Regions from separate parts of the Mus musculus genome. Here region 1 is linked to region 2. A link is a contact called in public HiChIP or PLAC-seq data. All regions are on one chromosome and are shown on one strand. Each heading gives the region's core, a stretch centred on a gene start, on an enhancer-like site or on the middle of the called end of the contact. The rest is flanking DNA. Distances are from core to core; before and after follow the strand shown.

Region 1 (6,615 bases), core at 2,618-5,117, 45 kb before region 2:
AGCAGATAGCAGGGCCAGCTCGACTCTCTGCTTCCATGGAGTCCTCGATGCTGCTGCAGGGCCATTACACATAACTCTCCTTGTTCTCTGTCCAGGGAGAGGGGTAAGCTTACGAAGGTCCTTCTCCTTGCCAGTCCTCATGCTGAGTCCGGAAAGTGCAGCTCATCACAATTTGGCTGGAAAGGATGAAGTATCCACCGCTAGTGATGTTTGCCAGTTCTGGACTAGACTGGGGCAAAGGGCAGGTGCCGCCTGGTTCACCGAATGAAAATGGCAAATTAGAACCCAGTCAGAACAGAAGCATCCCAGTCAGAGGTACAGGCACCATCATGGTTTCTTAGCAAGACATTCACGTAGGAAAGGCCAGGTCTGCAAAACTCTGTTGTGACAACTCAAGGGGGCAGAGCCTTCATGGAAAATATTTAAGTACATGAATAGAGAATACCACAAGGGCAGGTGAGCTATTCGCAAAGCAGTTCCAGGTGAGGGTCCCCACTGAAAAGAGGCCACATCAGGGAAAATAGATCTTACCCTGTAGTGGTCCCTTACAAATTCAAAATGCCTCTTAGATAACACATACACACACAGAGAGAGAGAGAGAGAGAAAGAGAGAGAGAGAGAGAGAGCACACATCACGGTCAGTAAGGGTTTCTGAACAGTAATCTATACGGTTACTGGCAGAGCTCCTCTTACCCATCCATTCCCCTCAGCTCTTCCTCTTCAGCCCCCCTGCTTCCCCACACATACCATGACTGTGCTCATGTGCACACACACACATGCACACGCTCTCCATGCCTCACATTTGACCCAGCTAAGGCTTTCTTGAGTGTCCCCATTGGACCTTGCTGCCACTCACCCAGTCAAGACTCAGCAGCTATGGAGCGAATGGTCCTGCTGGCCTTCAGAGTCATGGAAGATGGAGGAGGGCTTGGGTCCAGGACTGCTCATTTCAGGGATGTTCTCTTCATTGTGAAGTAGTTCCGTATGTGGCCTCTTCACTCAGAACCCCAGTGTACCCATCCTTTCAGTTGATCGGATCAGTCTTCTAGAATAACCACAGGAATCGGGTGGACATCTGTTCTCCTGGGCGCCTGTCCCTGCCTGTCTTTTAAACTCAGCAGGGCTGTGCAGGGAGGGTGTGGAAGAGGCATACGAAGTGGCAGGAGATGGTGTTTGTCACTGTAGAGATGGGAAGAAGTCAAGAGAAGGGGGCTTCAGGGTCTCCTGCTGCTTTATAACCACAATCCCTCTGCCTCCTCCATCCCTCTCATTTACAGCCAACTGGGAAGATGCTTTCGGACAGCCGTCCTGATCAGCCCCCGGTTTATCTGGAGCGGCTGGAGCTCATTAGAAACACCTGCAAGGAGGAGGCTCTGCGGAACCTCTCACACACCGAGGTCTCGAAGTTCGTCCTGGATCGAATATTTGTCTGTGACAAGCACAAGATTCTTTTCTGTCAGACTCCCAAGGTGGGCAACACCCAGTGGAAGAAAGTGCTGATCGTCCTAAATGGTATGTGTGGCGTGGGGGGCGGGGGGACCTCTGTGATGGGAGAGGGGTTGAGGCTGGCACTGAAGGATGGGGTGGCTTCTTCTGAAAAGACCCACAACCTTTCTGAAGGTTCTCTGTGTTGTTTTCCACACTCCAGTTAGGCTGTAAAAATTGGAGGGGTTAACTTATTGGTTCTGTCTTTACAGTGCTGGGCACAAAACCCAGGGCCGTATGCTTGCGAGGCAGGCTATCTACCATTGAGCTGTGGTCCCATTGGTGGCTCTAACTAAGATGTTTCGGTCAGAACCAAGGGCAGGATTTCCTGGGTTTTCACAGACATGGCTGGCCATCCTCATTCAGCTTGTCCACTCCCATCAGTCTTTCCTCTTTTCCATGGTACATGCTAAGTCTGTCTTGGGTACTGCCAGGCTCCCATATTCCTGAAATACCCTAATTTCAAAGAACCCATAGCCAGAGCCTAGGAGGAGACTCTTGCCTCCTGGACCTCGGGCAGCTTCACTTGTAGACCGAGACTTTCTCTGCTGGCTGGAAAGAGAGAAACTACACCTTGTGTTCTGCCTTAGACATAAAGCATTCAGTTAGCTTGTTTCGGACAAATCTGATGTTTACTGGGGAAATGAATTAAATTGTGGAAACATGAGTTCATACACTGTAGTTCTGATTACCCACTGCTCTGCTTAGACACCAGGTTTGTTTCAATTCCAATTAGTCTAAACTGGCCTAAAATTATCATAGGGTGTCTGTTAAAACTTAGCTCCAACTGACTGAGTTCCAGCAAGCAGAAGTCACACCCTGGGTACCGTGGGACAGGTTCCTGGGGTTCAGCATTGTGCCCACAGCTCCCACACCCACTCCTGGCATTACTGGCCAGTGCCAGCTGCCTTTTGCACTTTGTAAAGGTCAGTCTCAGGGCAAAAAGGATAAGGCCTTGCCTCCTGGATACATCCACGGTATGAAGTTAATGTGTCCCAGGAATAATATGCCAGCATGTTGGATTTCTGAATGGGAGATCAAGAGTATAAGGTAAATTGGAAACAAAGAATACACAGAGAGGCTCACATAGGGGCCATGGCAGTGGGAAGCATCATAACTCACTCACAAGGGTGGGAGGAAATAGAAGAAGGCTACATGAAATATGTGTGTCAACACAACCTGCTGGTGTAGCTTCCCTGACAGTTCTGGGACTCACAAGCACAGCGCAAACTTCCTGTGTATGTCAGAATCACCTGTTTTAATCAGTTACAGTACATTTTCAGTTATAATTTTTTTTTAAATTGAAAACAAAGAACTCCCTCCTGCCCCCTTGACATTGACACCCACAACATGGTCAGTGAGAAGAAAAATTAAACTTATTTTAAGAAAGCCTTTATCATCCATCTCACTGCGTTGTCTAGTAGGAAAAGTCAGCTTGTTGGTTTGTATAACCATGTGAAGTCATGCAATGCTACTTCCTAAAACAGAGAAGAAAAAAACCTAAAGCTAAATGTGTAGGCATGGGCTGGCCAGGCCATGTAAAGCAGGGAGGTCTTCGTGGCCATCCTCAGCTGACCTCCCAGTATGCTTGGACGGTGAGTGGAGTGGACCCAGGCACAAGTCCAAACCACCGGCTCTTCCATTCTCTCCTTGTGTAAACTGACGGCATGTCTGCTCCTCGGGAAGGTTAAGGGGGAGGTTTTATGATGGATGTGAGAGAGAACAGCCACAGGCATCTGGGAGGATCCAGAGCAGAGAGAGAAAGCCAGCAGACTGGACCTGGCTGTGGAAGAGGCAGGGGAAGAGAGAGGTAGTGGTGGAAGAGGCCGGGTGGGGGGGGGGGGCAAAGAGAAGACAAAGCGAGAGCATGTTGAAGAAATGACAGGATTATAAGGAGCATGAGGAGCTGTGGGGGAGGGGTAGAGGAGCAGAGACTGAGCTGGGAGCACTTTAGGTCAGGAGGAGGCAAGAAGAGCCAGGATCCTAGCATTAGACCCTGAGATATACAACAGGTTCTTGTGACACTGTGGGAGCCCCGGGGGCATCTTGTGCTTTGCTATGCTAAGAGATCTTCCTGAAGCGCATCACAAATAACTATTTGTTCCCTTGGCCAGTGAAGAGAGCAATGGCTCCTTTCGGAATGGGGAACCGGCTTTACAAGTTCTCAAGGAGCGCTGGCTTTTATTTTTCCAACCGCCAGAATTTGGGGGAATTGAGTCTCCTCAGGGTCTGACACCCCTCATCATGGTCAAATGTGCCAACTACATAGGGCTCTGGAACAGGGCATAAGTGGTTGGAAGAAGACGAATGAATGAGGGGAGGCTGTGCCTCTCGTATGGGTGGCTCGAGAGAGCTTTTTCCTTATGGGGACAGCACTGGGTCAGGATAAGGCCAGATGCTATAGCTCACAGAAGCTAAGGAAACCCTTCAGGCTCCTATCACCCTTTGTCTCCATTGAGAAAAGAAAAGTCTCCGCCTCCCCTATCCTCTACAGAAACCTGGCCCCACTTCTCAGCCATGTCCTCCCTGCTTCTGGTGCCAGCTAGGTGTTTCCATCAAGTGTTGCATGTAGCCTTTGCTGGATTGTGCTACCAGCCCCTACCCGCTTCCCTTGAATCCATGGATTAAAGACACACAGGCAGTTGTTCTGTTTCAACTGGCCTTTTGACACAATTACTGGACGCTACTTTTCTCCCACCTGGAGAAGTGTGCCCTTTATCAATATTCTTATCTCCACACCTCTCTACCTGCCCTAAACTTTAGTTGCTCAGTTACATCAAGTCTCAGCTAAACATCCCCGGCCCCTGCCTGTATGGCCACTCCACCGGAGATCTCCCTCAAAAGCATGGCACACTGCCTCTCCTCTCCTTGTGGTCTCTCTCTCTCTCTCTCTCTCTCTCTCTCTCTCTCTCTCTCTCTCTCTCTCCCTCTCTCTCTCTCCCCTTGCCTCCAGAAGTCCCACCTATCCCTCCCGTCCAGCAATTGGCCCATGGCTTCTTTACTGACAGACCAAGAACCAACTGGGGAGCAGGACCTTAGCATCAGAACTGCAGAACCTTTGTCATTTGCCGTGTGGGTTGCCATGAGGTTTGTGAGACACTGATGCTCTGGAAGTCCTGTGCTGTAAGAGCACAGTCTGCCATGGAGATGAGGGGCATAGCTGGATACGTACGTGCTCCATGCCATGTCCCTCCAGCATCTCCTGCCATCTCAGAGATCAGATAGAAAGAGCAATACCAGCTTTAGGAAGATTTAGCCTCCTAGGTACATCAACAGGGCCGTGGGGGTCAATATTCTTTTTGTTTCCTTCCCTTTCCCAACAGAAACTTCTTTCCTTCAGTCAGCTGCTGGATAGAAGAACGGCTCTCCATTATGTTACTGCCTCCAGCAGGACAGCTGGAGTTCAGGAGTGTACACATGGACATTGGTTGTGGGCTTCTCCTGTGTGCTATGGAGCTTGTGGGGCCTGGGATGACACTGATGGCACCTGTAAGGGTCAGACTGAAGTAACCCATGCACCCTTTCCTCTTGTTCCCCCCAGGAGCATTTTCTTCCATTGAAGAGATTCCTGAAAATGTAGTCCATGACCATGAGAAAAATGGCCTTCCACGCCTCTCTTCCTTCAGCAAAATAGGAATTCAGAAGCGGTAAGGGCAACTTCTTCAGAGGGGAAGGGGAAGGGTGATTTTTCAGCAAAACCCCAGGCTCAGTCCATACTTGCTGTGTGGTCCACAGGGCTCCAGATTCAGTCTGTACTTACTGTGTGGTCCACAGGGCTCCAGGCTCAGTCTGCACTTGCTGTGTGATCCACAGGGCCCCAGGTTCAGTCTGCACTTGCTGTGTGGTCCACAGGGCTCCAGGCTCAGTCTGTACTTGCTGTGTGGTCCACAGGGCTCCAGGCTCAGTCTGTACTTGCTGTGTGATTCACAGGGCTCCAGGCTCAGTCTGTACTTGCTGTGTGATTCACAGGGCCCCAGGTTCAGTCTGCACTTGCTGTGTGGTCCACAGGGCTCCAGGCTCAGTCTGCACTTGCTGTGTGGTCCACAGGGCTCCAGGCTCAGTCTTTCCTTGCTATGTGATCCACAGGGCTCCAGGCTCAGTTTGTGCTTGCTGTGTGATGCACAGGGCCCCAGGCTCAGTCTGCACTTGCTGTGTGATCCACAGGGCCCCAGGCTCAGTCTGTCCTTGCTGTGTGATCCACAGGGCTCCAGGATCAGTCTGTCCTTGCTGTGTGATCCACAGGTCTCCAGGCTCAGTCTGCACTTGCTGTGTGGTCCACAGGGCTCCAGGCTCAGTTTGTGCTTGCTGTGTGATGCACAGGGCCGTGGGGACCATGGGGCCCACTGTTTTGTGTTGGCATGCAGCAGCCAACAGTGTTCTTAGTGTCCTGTTCACTGCATATCTCAGCCTCCTGAGAACTTCAGAATCCCTTTCCCAACTCGTCACAAAGGCCATTAAAGTGTGCATCCGATTATTGCCAGAAGTGGGTAGCACTTTGTGTTTCAGTTTTGTTAAGTTCTTATGGATTCCTTACTAAATAGGATCATTTCTCCATTATATATATATATATATATATATATATATATATATATATATATAAAAGTGCTGTACACTTTGCCAGGGTACCATGCCCACGTCTGCATGTACTTCCCACTGGGGTAGTAGTGTGTTCAGGTCCATCACAGAAGACAAGCCCCTTAGACAATGGCAGTATAGTCAGCAGCGGATGAGAGGCAAAGTTCTCCCTTTTAGCTGTAAGGTGGCTTTACAGAGCCAGACTGAAGGGGTCAGAATACAAGAACTGCCCCTCAGTGTCAGGTCCAGCCTGGGCTTGGCCCTCCTTGCTTCTCAGCCCTTTGTTCTTTGTTGCTTCTGGCCTTGGGTAACTCAGTCTTCACAACTCTACAAACTTAGGCCAGAAATTGTCCTAGGTGTGGCCTGGGCTCTAAGGGAATCTTCATGGGGCTTGGTGAGACTGCATAAATTAAGACAGGCAGCTCATGGACAACAAAGAGCTTCTGGCTTTCAGGTAAGTGCGCCATGGGGGTAGCGTTGCCACAGACACTGCTATCTCTGTTGCCCCTGCCACACCACCACAGGCCCTTAGAGCCCGTGCCCCTACTGTGCTGC
Region 2 (6,860 bases), core at 2,419-4,918:
TTGTGGTACATCTTTAAAACACCACAGAGAATGGGGAATAAAAGTTTAGAAATGCCCACAATGTCTGTGGAGTTGTGACAGGTTTGATGTAACAACTGAGTCCCCCATGAGGAAAAACTGAGTCTTCCTAAAGAAGGGACAGAGGTGCTCACTGTCATGTCTGCTACCTAGCATTAAACTGAAGGTGCTAGCCAGTGCCATGAGGGGAAAATGAAAAAAGGTGTTAGATTGGAAAAGTTAAAACTTTCACCTGCAGGTGCCTTATCAGCATACCACAGGAGAACTACCAGAAAATCCAAGAGAATTATCAAGATTGTTGAATATAGAAGGTCAGTATAGGAAGATCAGTGATGATTATGTCAGTAATGACAAACAGAAAACAGAAATTAACTGCAAAAAAATTCCTCAGAAGTCTGAAATGACTGGAAGGTGTTTGCATCATCTGCTAGTGATTGAGTCAGAATGGTGGTCACTCTTACCAGGGATCTGCCAAGTGAGAGCACGCACGACGAACTTGTCCTGAGAATGGCCTGGGTGGTGACCTCAGGGCTACTCAAGTAAAAGTTCAAAATACATATTTAAGATGTGGACTTAGTCAGTCCTCCATCACCCTGAGGCGGCAGCTCTTGAGAGTGTTGCTGCTCACCATTGTTGTCTCCGGAGACCCAACACAAATTCTACGGCTTTAGATGTTGGTTAATTGAACTTCTTCTAAATACTGAGGTTCTCTACACTGCCTGGCTCACACATTCAACAGCCTTGACAGCAGAGCAGTGACTCCATTCTGCTTGTGCTTGTCACCATGCAGGCTCACTCTGAGCAGCCGGAGGATGGGCTTCAATTAAACTCGAAATACAAAATACACATTCTTCTGGTTGTCTCACAGGCGGTGTCTCGGGAGGCCTCCTGACACCTTCTTACAGGGGAGTTAACTGATGACCCTTCTGAAATTTGCATCAGTGACTTGGCAGGTGTGCATGTAAGATTTCTGACATACATTCCCTCCACACAAAAGAATTAAATGCTGCTCTTCCTCTCCCATTGATCTTTGAGTGGTTTATAGACAGTTTCCCTTGGCTTCATCAGTTTAAGTCTCCCCGATTAGAAGATGGTTTGATTCATTTGATGTCTGTGTGAGAAGTGAATCTCATTAGTTTTGGACTCCAGGAAAAGCAGCCTTTGGAATGGGAAGAGTAAACCTTAAGGCTTTGTTGAGAAAGAAGAGTGATCTGAAAGAGCAGAGAGGTATCCTTAACCCAGTCGACCTCAGGACGAAGCTAGCCTATAGCTTGTGTAAGCAGAGGGATGGTGGATTTCAAATTCAGGTGTTGCATCTGAGGGCTGTGTCATTTGTCATGAACTGGCCCAGGAAGAAGCACAAGGGTGATGTGAATGACTAATCTGAAAGAAGCTGCAATGTTGCTGAGGGATTGTCATCTTCCAGCAAGGCAAAAAGACTTTCAGAGCTTGATTCCTTTATATCCCAGACCATAGAAAACCACAGGAACGTTTACATCTCCTTTTATGAGATAAGATGTGTGAACCAATCTTATGCATGTGCATAGATGAGAAATCCCGAGTGAATGCCTTAGTACCGGAGTCTAGCAGCCTGCTTTAAGAATATGAGGATAATTCGGTATCAGACAAGTCACTTAGCATAATCCACTGGAACAGGTTGAGGAAGACACAGTACTTCCATCTCTCAGATTCTGCAGCCTCCTCCTGGAACACAGCACCCCGTGCTAGGAATCGAGGACTGAAGGTAGCCTGGCTAATTTTATCAGTGATTGGATGTAATCTTTAATGTTAAGATTTTATATGGATGGATGTTTTTCAGGCATGTGGAATGATCCATGTGTGGGAGTTACTGAAGAACACACTAATTAAACCAACTAGAAGCATATGAGTTTTTTTAAGTGGGTGACCAAGAACTCATTTCTCAGAGCCTCTTGGTGCAGAAACTCAAGTGTTCAGCATTTTTTTAAAGTCAGAACCCACAATCACATCAGGTTTTTTAAGGGTAGGAACAGCATCTATATTTTTACAGAGCTTAATGGTATTTTTCCAGGCCTACATGACAGTTATCTCTAACTTACACTTATTTATTTCAGTTTTATGTTTTAGCCGGCACAGACATCAGTTGTTCTGGTTAATACATCTGGACATGGTCAGGGCATGGACAGTCTCACCAAAAGCACTTCCATGGTGCCTGTGGCTGCTGGGATGGAAGACTGAGGAACATCTCCAAATAAAGTCAGGACAAAATGGCACCACCTTAGCTGTTTGACACATATGTGCCTGCTGTGCTGTCAAATGCCAGAAAAGGGTATGACCTCTCCTGGAACTGGAGGAACACATGGCTGTGAGCCACCATGTGGGTGCTGGGAATTGAACCCAGATCTTCTGGAAGAACCTCCAGTGTTCTTAACTACTGAGCCATCTCCCCAGCTCTAGACATACATAGTCTTTTAAACTTAAGAGTCGGGTGGCAATGAGGCTCTGATTTAATCCCCACTGAGAGAGGGGGAGGGTTAATCTCAGTATGTCACAACAAGAGACTGAAGGGGAAGGGCTGGAAAGATTACAGTAGCAGAAAGTAAATTGTCTACACACAATGTGGCTATGGGAAAAACCCAAGGGAACCAGCTGGCAAACTGCCAGGATCTGAGAGCAATGAGCATGGTGGGCACAGGGTGTAGGGCCCATGGATTGGTCTCTGAAGCTCAGCTTGTAGTTCCAGTAGCATCTTCCATTAGATTTCTAAAAACCTCCAAAGGAGAGGTATCAAAATGCATGTGATCGTACAGCTAAGGAACCTTTACCTAATCTTTCAGTGGGAAATTATTAGTCTACAGTTATATTTCTGGTATAACAATGGGCTTTTTTTTTTAAAGGCAGGTCCTATGAGAAGAATTAATTGTATGCCTTCTAGATAGTGAAAATTCTCAATTTAAAAATGTTTTCTTTCTTCTTTTCTTTTTTCTTTTTCTTTCTTTTTTTTTTCTTTTCTTTTTGATAACCCACTCAGCCCAAATAATGTTGCTCATATGTACATGGAGGGCATTGTAACTTTTGTTTGTTTGGTTTTTTTTTTTTTTTTGGTTTTTTTTTTTTTTTTTTAATCTTAAGACAGGTAGCATCCAGTTTTACTTTAACTGTCAGTGATCCACTGGCCACAGGCATCGAGCTGTTTCCTGCATTTGTTTTGGAGATCTTCCTGGAGTTGTCCAGTCTTGTCTTTGACTATATCAGATTGTGTAACACAGAAGCAACATTCCTCCCTGAGGAAGAGACAAAGATGATCTCTCTGCTTTTAGTGCTGATTTTGCAGCACTAGGGCAGCCATTGAGTCTGTTTGGCTCTGGAGGGTAAGGGTGGTGTGAACTACTCACTGGATGCCCTCAGAGGAGAATCTATAGTAAATAGCTAGGGACCCAGTTAGTCCCACCCACTGCTCAGGTGGTTATACCCAGGACTGAGGAAGGACAGGACCTAAACCTCATTTGTCTTGCAGACTGCTATAAGCCCTGTGATAGGAACTGGCAAGGGCTCTTCACTGGGTACCACCCCTAGTTTTTGCAAAAGGAACAGCAGGGAATAAGACCAACCTGCAGGTAGGCAGTCATAAACTCAAGTGCTGCAAAGATCAAGGTACTGTGAACATTGAGATGTAAATGGCAGGGTTATGGAGAGTCTAGTAGTCCAGTGGGTGGGGCTACAGATGGTCTGACCTGGGAGGGACACACAACGAGAATTCTAAAGCAGCCAGGAAGTGTGCTGTTAGGTAGCTGATGTGTGGAGGTTAAAGTCTGAAATGAGAGATGAAATGACTGTGAGGGCAGAGAGGACAGATCAGTATCATCTAGGAGGGATGGTGTTAGGGATCTTTGAGGAGTGTTAGAGCGCATCTTCTATCCTGACTTCACCCAGGAGTAAAGAGAGCAGGGTGTATACTTGGTGTTTTGCTCATGCTTGATGGATGGCTATGACAAATGCTTTCCCGTGACTCCCATCTCCCAACTGGGGTACGATGTTCAGACTTCATAGCTAGATGGAGCTTTGTTAGGGAACAGGAAGGACAGAAAGATGGTTTGGAGTGGAGGTAAGAGATAGCTTGAACCTATGGAATCTCTTTCCATTTACCCTACAGCTGCAGCATTTGTGAAAGTCTCAAATAATACTGGGATCTAGGTGCCATTCAGTGGTCATTTGTATCAGTTATCTAAGGGGTCTTGAGGCTGTTTGAATGCAAAGGTGAACATGTCTCAAGCCCTTCATTTTGGATGCCAGGCGTAGCGGCTGGAGGTTTTCTAAAAGGTATCCTAAGGGGGAGGGAGGGGTGTGGGAAGGAAAACTGTCACTGCAGCCTGTACATGCCATGAACTTGGGAAGGACATTAATGAAGCTGGAATAGGGAGATGGCAGTGGATATGATCACAGTCTACTGTATTCATATGTAGATTCTCAAGAATAGAGAAAATGTTGTTTAAAAAAATACACTTGGGGGTGGAGGGATTGCTCAGAGGTTAAGAGCACTGGATACGCTTACAGAGGTCCTGGGTTTGATTTCCAGAGCCCACATGGCAGCCATCTGTAACTCTAGTTTCAGGATATTTGATGCCCTCTTCTGGCCTCAGAGGGCTCCAGACATGCATGTGGTACCCAGATTTACATGAAGGGAAATCACCCATACGCATATACAAAAAGCTTTAAACAACATTTGCTTGTGAGTTTTGCCAGTGAGCACCTCAAAGTCTGTATGTATACATGGTCAAAGATGGAACATATAAGGTCTCATTGTGGATCAGAACTAACATAAACACTTTCACTTGATGTTGGTGTTGGAAGAGCTTTGAACCTTAAGAGAAATATTCTCTCTATGCCAAAGAGTTCCATAATAGACCTGTATTACCAGAAACAAGAGTGAGCAAGTGAGTGATATATGATATGATATACTTTTCCTGGGAAGATGTCACACACACACACACACACACACACACACACACACACACACACCTACTCACCCCAAATAGGTACCCCAAATAGGTAGGTAGGCAGACCAAAAACCAGACACTGACAAAGTCCAAATTGTTGAACCAGTGAGTTTTATTGTGGTTACTTACAGAAATGTGGGCGAGGGGTTACTTACAGGAGCAGAAAGGACGAAAAGGCAGGTCCTGACAGTTTACTCTTCTGTTGAATTTTCTTGGTGTGTGACATGTATGAATGCAAAAGGACCAGTGTCTGCACAAGACACCCTAAGACCAAATTCTCAGCACAAGGAGATCTATCTGCTTCAGAGGAACAAAGGGTGGGGACAAAGGGACAAAGATGGGAGCTAGAAGAAGAGGAAGAAGAGAAAAGCAGCTAGGGAGAGGAGGAGGAGACAAAGGACCACCTCTGGATAGAGATGAGACAGACGTGGCCCATAGGCAAATGACAGTTTATAAAGGTACAAGGAGAAACCCCAGGTATTTAATTTTAATTGGGCATGTTAATTAGGCGAGCCTAAGGGGACTTCTGACTGCTAGTATTCAATAATTTGACAGCTGGACCTTGGTAGTAAGTCTCAGGAAGAGGAAATGGCTAAATAAGGGAATGGATCTTGGGGGGTGTCTAGCTTTAGAAATGTAATCTAACAATTTTTAGCAAGGCAGAGGGAGTGGGGGAAGAGCCGTGCTCACCATGCTCAGGTCTAGTGGAGCCCTTCCTTAGGTATGTGTTCATGTGTGTGTACAGTGTAGGTGCATATGAATGTGGAGATAAACATTGGTGTCAGCTGTTTCTCTCACATGAATCCAGGTGTCCACGACTGGGGACCAAGCTCTGCTTTACCTCCTCAGTGCCATGACTGCAGGCGTGTTTCAGTGCACCTGCCCTGTTCTTTTTCTATTTCGGTGCTGGGATCCAAGCTGAGGTCTTTATGATTGTATGGTGAGCGCCTCACTGACAGAGCCATCTCACAGCTGCCTTTGTTATTTTTTAAAGTGTGAATCTCTTAGCATGCTTCCCATGAAATGTATTTAAGGTGTCCCTTTAAAAATACCTAATTAAGCAGCACGGCTTTCTCTGGTACAAAATCGTTGAGTCTAGAAGTGTTTCACACTTTAAAGGCTCTCTTTCTCTCTTTAAGTCTTCCACCTCTAATTTGAAAATCCAAAGTCTGAAATACCCTCAAACCTGAAGCTCAGATTCGAAAGCATTTTAGATTTGGATTATTGTGCTAAGAAATTCCTTGATTTATTATTGGACATTGCACTAGTGTGCTTAAAGGAACAGTACGTATCAGTTTGTTTTTCTTGATGCATTCCGAAGTCTAATTAAATTTGTTTCTGTTTTCCTAAAAGAAACTCTGTAATTTATACCCATTTAACGAGTGAACTCTACATATGAGCACCGGGAGGAGTTGCTTCAGATTTGTCTTTGTGCTTACTTTCCAACAGTATTTTTAATGGCTGGAAACAATGTATTTTAAAATGCAGTCATTTATATTTCTCCTGTCTACCAGCCCCGGATGACAACTCATTATTGCTGCTGAGAGCTGAGTTATATTTAACCATGAAGAACTATGATCAAGCCCTGCAGGATGCTGAAGCAGTTTGTCAGAGGGAACCTCTCCTGACCAAGGTGATTTATGCTTGTCAATTGACCTGTTCCCCTCATAGGATGCCATCCTTCCAGCTGTTTCCACATGGATGGTTGGGATCAGAACTCAAGTCCTCACACTCGTACAGCTAAGACATCATCCCAGCCCTAGGTCATGGTATTTTATTCATAAGTTAGCATGATTGTAAAGATAGTGCATATCTTCTCTGTCTTATAGTAGTCTGAATTTAGCAATTATTTCATACTAAATCTAA

What was found. HiChIP or PLAC-seq counts read pairs in DNA pulled down with a chosen protein or histone mark.
Region 1: a contact with region 2 is called in an H3K27ac HiChIP or PLAC-seq map of embryonic stem cells, with 5 read pairs. The contact joins two enhancer-like sites. A contact is called at or near these places in 1 of 39 promoter capture datasets (macrophages), 1 of 15 datasets of contacts at CTCF or cohesin (the G1E-ER4 cell line), 9 of 484 Hi-C or Micro-C datasets (the HPC-7 cell line, brain, cerebral cortex and 5 more), 3 of 115 datasets of contacts at active chromatin or transcription factors (embryonic stem cells and neural progenitor cells) and 3 of 9 other capture datasets (adipose tissue, liver and pancreatic islet).

What each region holds. Positions count from the first base shown.
Region 1 is chr1:38,866,498-38,873,112 of GRCm38.p6, reverse strand. It overlaps Chst10 (carbohydrate sulfotransferase 10), which reads left to right. Exons shown (of 7, transcript NM_145142.2): 5 at 1,278-1,512; 6 at 5,027-5,132. Among named protein-coding and RNA genes, the nearest start is that of Gm51581, 27 kb to the left of the region's middle. Within about 2 kb of position 3,867, at least 7 of the 459 cell types and tissues checked have an H3K27ac peak or open chromatin away from gene starts, as enhancers often do. A contact at or near this core is called in embryonic stem cells, where this site is marked.
Region 2 is chr1:38,820,914-38,827,773 of GRCm38.p6, reverse strand. It overlaps Lonrf2 (LON peptidase N-terminal domain and ring finger 2), which reads left to right. Exons shown (of 12, transcript NM_001029878.2): 2 at 6,509-6,627. Among named protein-coding and RNA genes, the nearest start is that of Lonrf2, 12 kb to the left of the region's middle. Within about 2 kb of position 3,668, at least 4 of the 459 cell types and tissues checked have an H3K27ac peak or open chromatin away from gene starts, as enhancers often do. A contact at or near this core is called in embryonic stem cells, where this site is marked.